2 separate regions of the Anas platyrhynchos genome follow, and region 2 is linked to region 1. A link is a contact called in public Hi-C data. All regions are on one chromosome and are shown on one strand. The core of a region is the stretch at or near the end of the contact, and the rest is flanking DNA. Distances in the headings are between cores, read along the strand shown.

Evidence for each region. A called contact is a pair of places that touch in the nucleus more often than the background predicts.
Region 2: a contact with region 1 is called in a Hi-C map of liver, with 4 times the contacts expected there. The contact joins two enhancer-like sites. A contact is called at or near these places in 3 of 8 Hi-C or Micro-C datasets (liver, skeletal muscle and subcutaneous adipose tissue).

The regions. Positions count from the first base shown.
Region 1 is chr1:139,104,320-139,107,135 of IASCAAS_PekinDuck_T2T, reverse strand. It overlaps ATP10A (ATPase phospholipid transporting 10A (putative)), which reads right to left. Exons shown (of 21, transcript XM_038173183.2): 5 at 2,601-2,732; 6 at 207-340. Among named protein-coding and RNA genes, the nearest start is that of ATP10A, 70 kb to the right of the region's middle. Within about 2 kb of position 1,440, at least 4 of the 8 cell types and tissues checked have an H3K27ac peak or open chromatin away from gene starts, as enhancers often do.
Region 2 is chr1:139,166,345-139,169,160 of IASCAAS_PekinDuck_T2T, reverse strand. No RefSeq gene overlaps it. Among named protein-coding and RNA genes, the nearest start is that of UBE3A, 76 kb to the left of the region's middle. Within about 2 kb of position 1,415, at least 1 of the 8 cell types and tissues checked has an H3K27ac peak or open chromatin away from gene starts, as enhancers often do.

The sequences.
Region 1 (2,816 bases), core at 191-2,690:
CCATATCTTTCTTTGGTTTAGATTTCTGGTTATATATTATCACATTCCCTGTAGATAAAATTTAAAGTGACTACATGTTTAGTATTAATTTTAGTACTTGATTAGCTTCTCACATGCCTTAGTTGTAGAAAGGGCACTACACACACTGCACATTTATACCTTTATTACAGAATGAACATAGGTGACGTTATATACAACTCACATACCTGAAAAACTATGATCGCTGTCAGAAATAAATACACGGAAGCTAAAACAGGAGACAAGTATTTGCCATCAGGCCCTGGAACATCAAAAACTGGTTTCTTCTTCTCACCATATTGCCATACCCATAGTCCATGACCTGTAGAAGAGTTGAAAGAGAGAAAAATCCATAGTAACTCAAAAAAAGGTTTATGATACAAATTTGTCCTTAGAGATGAGTGAGATGAGTTACACAGGAAATTGATACTTGTTTTCAGCTACTCTCTCTGTCTTGAAAGTGGTCCCAAAGACTTTATTATTATTATTATTATTATTATTATTATTATTATTATTATTATTATTATTATTATTATTAATTATTATTTTTACAGGGGCTTCAGATTTTGGAAAGGTATTTGTTTGGCATTAAGGACGGCATTTAAGAGTCACTTCATGTAACTTTATCCAAAACAAGCAATCTGGCTAGTCTAAATTATTAGTTTAAGCTTTGAGTAGCAGCAGAGCCAACAGCAGTGAAGCTGAGGAACTAAGAACAGAAGAAATTTAGAGTCTTGCCAAAAGCCTTTTTTTATCGATCATGCTGGTAACTACATAAAAATAAGGATATTATTATTTTGGGAAAAGCACATTCTTGTTAAAGATAGAAAGTTGCCTTTTTAAGTAGAGTGCTAGGATTTGCAGCCAGTATCTTCTGGAAGACCCCCAAAAGACCTAAAGTGGTTTGCCTGATGTTTTAGGGTTAAAACCAAAGTATAATTCCCCCACCATAATATGCCTTCAAATTATCTTCACAGCATGTTAAAAATCAGCAGAAGAGGACAAAGGCCTACTTTAAAAGTAATCTTTTGAAAGGCACATTTTACTAGGTTTTACACTTTCCTTTATATCTTGATACAATAAAACAGCATTGAACTCTTGAAAAATAAAAACAATACTTAAGCCAAGTAAGAAAACTGTTTTGTCCTTGTGCTACCAATACGAGCATATCATCGGACTGATGTCTATATTTTTATTCTTGAGAGCAAAAATTGAACTCCCACACTTAGAATGACCTACATCAAGACTTGTTTTATAAATATCCTGATTCAGATTTCCTCCACTTACACTGTCTTAACAGGAGGCACAGAAGTTGCCTGACTCTTACAGAACGCAGCTTTGCACGCCTGAAGCACCAGGCACCTCTGGTTTTGAAGCACTCGAGCAAACCTCTTCCCAGCTTTATGTGGCTGCTACCACCTCCAGCGGTTTGCTTTGGCCCTCTGCTGGTGGTTTCTGTCCTCAGAGCAGATGTGCCAGAGCGGATGATGCCACGTGTGTCATCTACCGTGTGCCACCTCCTCCCATTTGCATTCATGCAGCCCAGGAGTCACAGCTGTAGTGAAGCCACGGTGGCACACAGCCTGCTGCCACTGCTCTGGGGACATCGCCTCTGCTGCAGTGGCAGAGGGGACAGCTGCAGGCAGGGACTCCCTGCAATTAAGCCCACTGCAGCACTTCTCCCCCATGCTGAGATGCTACACACGAGTGTCTTGAACTCAGTGGAAACAAATACCCTGACTGATTCACAGCTGGAAAAACTCATCTTTAAGCAGTATTTAACAATACCTGGAAAAAGGCACACTGAGACTTATTAAAAAGGCAAAGGATTGTTATTAAACTCCACGGTGGTTGTTAGGAAACATTCTGGTGTTTCTGCAGCATGACTCACACACAAACATTAGAGAACACACAAACATGAAGGATATGGAATTCATATGCAATATATTAACAATCATTTTGAGTGCCAAATGTAAAACTCAATTCTTTCTCACAAGTGAATAGAAAAACAGCCTGCAGAGTATTAACCTGAACCTCAGCATTTCCTTAAACACTCCAGGAAGTCTAGAGGGTTTTCTAATTGGATTTATGCAGATTTAGACTTTTATGTATTTCTTTGGGTTTAAAGCTGCCGCCTTAGGGACAGTGCATAAATGTTGTACGCTGTGCCCTTGATTTAATAAACAGTACTGGGGAATAGAACTGTGCTAATTATGTTTATTCTCTGCTCATAAATTACTTTGTTGACTGATTAATGGCATGTTATGCTCTACCACCTGTAATTTTGAGGGCACTGCTTATAAAGTGGCTTCTTTTTGACTTGACATTTTTGGAGGTGGTAAAATCTACACATTCAGATCTCTGGTACTAATAGCATATATTTGATTGATACTAAGAAACTATTTAAATGGGACTGTGTATCAAAACATCTTGATTTCAAGGAAACACAACCAAAATTGGATAGTATGGAGGCAGCTATATGGATTTCATGCTCTGGCATATACACATATTCTTGGTATAGCTAAGTACATGAATCCCAAGTGAGCCTGATACTTAAGTTTCTATTTTTAAAGAGTACTTACCAATGGCAGAAAACAGACACATGATTAAAAGTATGAGGATACACCAAAGGACATCAGCATTCATCTGTCTTTCAAGCTTACTGCGCTTGTAACGGGGTCCATTATTATTTAATAAAGCTTTGGTCTCATGCCCTGCAAAAGCAATTGCATTAAATGATGTAATAGGGATTTCTGTTAGTGTTTCAAGGAAACTATGGAGAGACAGTATGCATAGTC
Region 2 (2,816 bases), core at 166-2,665, 62 kb before region 1:
AGCATGTCTGGGGTGACCCTAACCAGATTTTTCAACCTGTGAGCCTAGAGAGGCCGCTGGAAGTTGGTTGCCCTGACCACAACCTGACAGACAATGGTCAAAATAAGGGTCTTGGCTTCTTTCTCCTGAGACCCTGCAATGGGTAGGACATGCCTCTTCTGTTTGTTCTTTTCTCAAGGAAGCAGCTGTCTACTAAATCCTTGGGATTTTATTCTTATTCCTTTGGGTGCTCACCTCTCCCAGGAACCATTCACAGAGAGCATCATCCACATGTATGGGAGTCCTTTGAGACCTCCTCTTGCGACTTGCACCCACTGTAGGACTATGTTGGTGTCTCACATTTGCCACATCTCTGTTTCCTTGTAGTTAGACAATCAACTACAGGCAACATTTCTGCTCCTTTAATGGATGGACACAGCTAACAGGGGCTCAGTGCACCTGCTAACAAAATATAGGGCTTTGGAGGGCAGGTCAGGTTTTGGCACCATGCAGCTGCCATGCCCTCAGCCACCACATTGTGGATTTGCTGTGGAAGGAGCTGATGAACTAATGTGGCATGCCAAATCTAATGTTTCAAAATCCTTGGGTATACCAATGCTTCAAAGCACCATAATAAATGTCAGCAACTTCAGGGATGGAATGAGTTACAGCAAAATTATGGCTTAACCTGTCACAAAGAGTAGGCTCTGAAAAAATAGTAATCCTGCCTGTGTTTTGCAGTGTTTGTCTTTGTTTGGCCTTGATATAAAGCTGATGTCACACTGAGAAGTCATTGCTGAGTGTTTAACAGAAAAAATAGTGTACAACCTTGTGCCTATAAACTAATCCTTAATTTTTGCTTGTGCTTTGAACATTCATGCAATTCTTCTATTTGCTGTCTTTCCTTTTGCAAGGTTATCCTTGCTGAATTAGTATCCCTGTGACACGTTGCTATCTCTCAGTGTTAATGTCAAAGATAAGGGGCTCTCTGCGTCTCTATCCCCATCTGTAAAACAACTCATCAAACCTCAGAAAAGCGCACAAAAGGCCTTTAGTCCTCCCTTTATTAGTATCACCCACTCTGTTAGTGACTGGCTGTGGTAGTTTCACCCAGTCAAGCAGCTGAGCTCCACCACATTCCCCCCCATGCTCTCTCATTCCCCCTCCTCAGAGGGAAAGGGGGAGAAAACACAATGGAAAAGACTCACGGGTTGAGATAAGGATACGGAGATCACTCAACAGTTATTGTCACAGGCAAAACAGACTCAGCATAAGGAGATTAATATAATTTATTACCTATTACTAAAAAGCTAGAGCAGTTACAAACAAACAAACAAACAAAAAACAAACTAAAAACTCCTTTGCCCCATCCACTCTCTTCTACCCTCCCAATCCCCAAGTGACACAGGTGAATGGGGAATGGGGGCTGTGGTCAGTCCCTGACGCTTTGTTTCCACCGCTCCTTCATGGCCACTCCCTGCCCTTGCTCCACATGGGGTCCCTCCCACGGGATGCCGTCCTTCCCAAACTGAGCCCGTGGGGGCTGCCCACAGGCAGCAGCTCCTCAAGCACTGCTCCCACACGGCTCTGTACCACGGGGTCCATCCATCCCCCAGGAGCAAACTGCTTCAGCACGGGTCCCCCAAGGGTGGGCAGCAGCTCCCCCCAGACCCCTGCTCCTGCGTGGGCTCCTCTCCACGGGCTGCAGCTCCGGCCCGGGGCCTGCTCCTGCGGGGGCTCTCCATGGGCCGCAGCCTCCTCCAGGCCACATCCACCTGCTCCACCGGGGGCTCCTCCACCCATGGGGGGGCTGCAGCGTGGAGATCTGCTCCATGTGGGACCCATGGGCTGCAGGGGGACAGCCTGCTCCACCAGGGGCCTCTCCACAGGCTGCAGGGGAACTGCTGCTGCCTGCCTGGAGCTCCTCCTGCCCTCCTGCACTGACCTTGCGGTCTGCAGGGCTGTTTCTTCTCTCATGTCCTCTCTCCCAGCTGCTGTTGTGCAGCAGTGTTTTTTTTTTTTTTTTTTTCTTTTCCTTTTTTTTTTTTTTTTTTTCCCCTTTTCTAAACCTGCTCTCCCAGTGTCCCACCCAGCATTGCTCCCTGGCTCAGCTCTGGCCAGTGGAGGGTATCTTTGGAGCCAGCAGAAACTGGCCCTTGTCTAACATGGTGCATCTTTTGTGCTATTCACACAGATGCCACCCCTGCAGCCCCTCACTTCCAAAACCTTGCAATGTAAACCTAATACACTAGCTAATTAAGAAGTTTTTGCTTATGGCCTAACCCTGCTCTATATGGTCAGGATGAAATGCAGGGGTTTTCTTAACCAGGACCCTGAGGGTTATTTCCTGTCCTCTGGCACAAGGACTCACGAGAGGAGAATCACACTCCGTGCCTTGGATGTGGGGAAAGTGTCCCAGTGCTCATCTCCAGCCCCAGAAACTGGTAAAATCCTGTGTATGCCTGGGTAGTCCGTCTGCCAGAGGAGTCCATCTGCTTGTTTTACTGTACAGCATCACTGCTCATCCTGCGCTCCCCCTGGCTTCAGATCACACTGCCTGCCTATATGATTTATCTTGGGGAATAAATGTCACCTATCTAGAGGCCTGTGCTCAAGCAGGCAGTTTCATCCAACAGTCCAAGTCCTCATGACCCTTCTGCAGGCTTTAATGGCCCCTGAGTTCTTGTGCTGGTTTTCTGCATGGATGTAAACCATCACCTCAGGACACAGCTGTCTGGTTTGCCGAGGTGGAAATCTGCTTCTGCTTCAGGAAGTGGGATATAATTTGCAGAGGAATTTGGGATGAGATGGGAGGTGCCATCTTTGTGACTTACTCT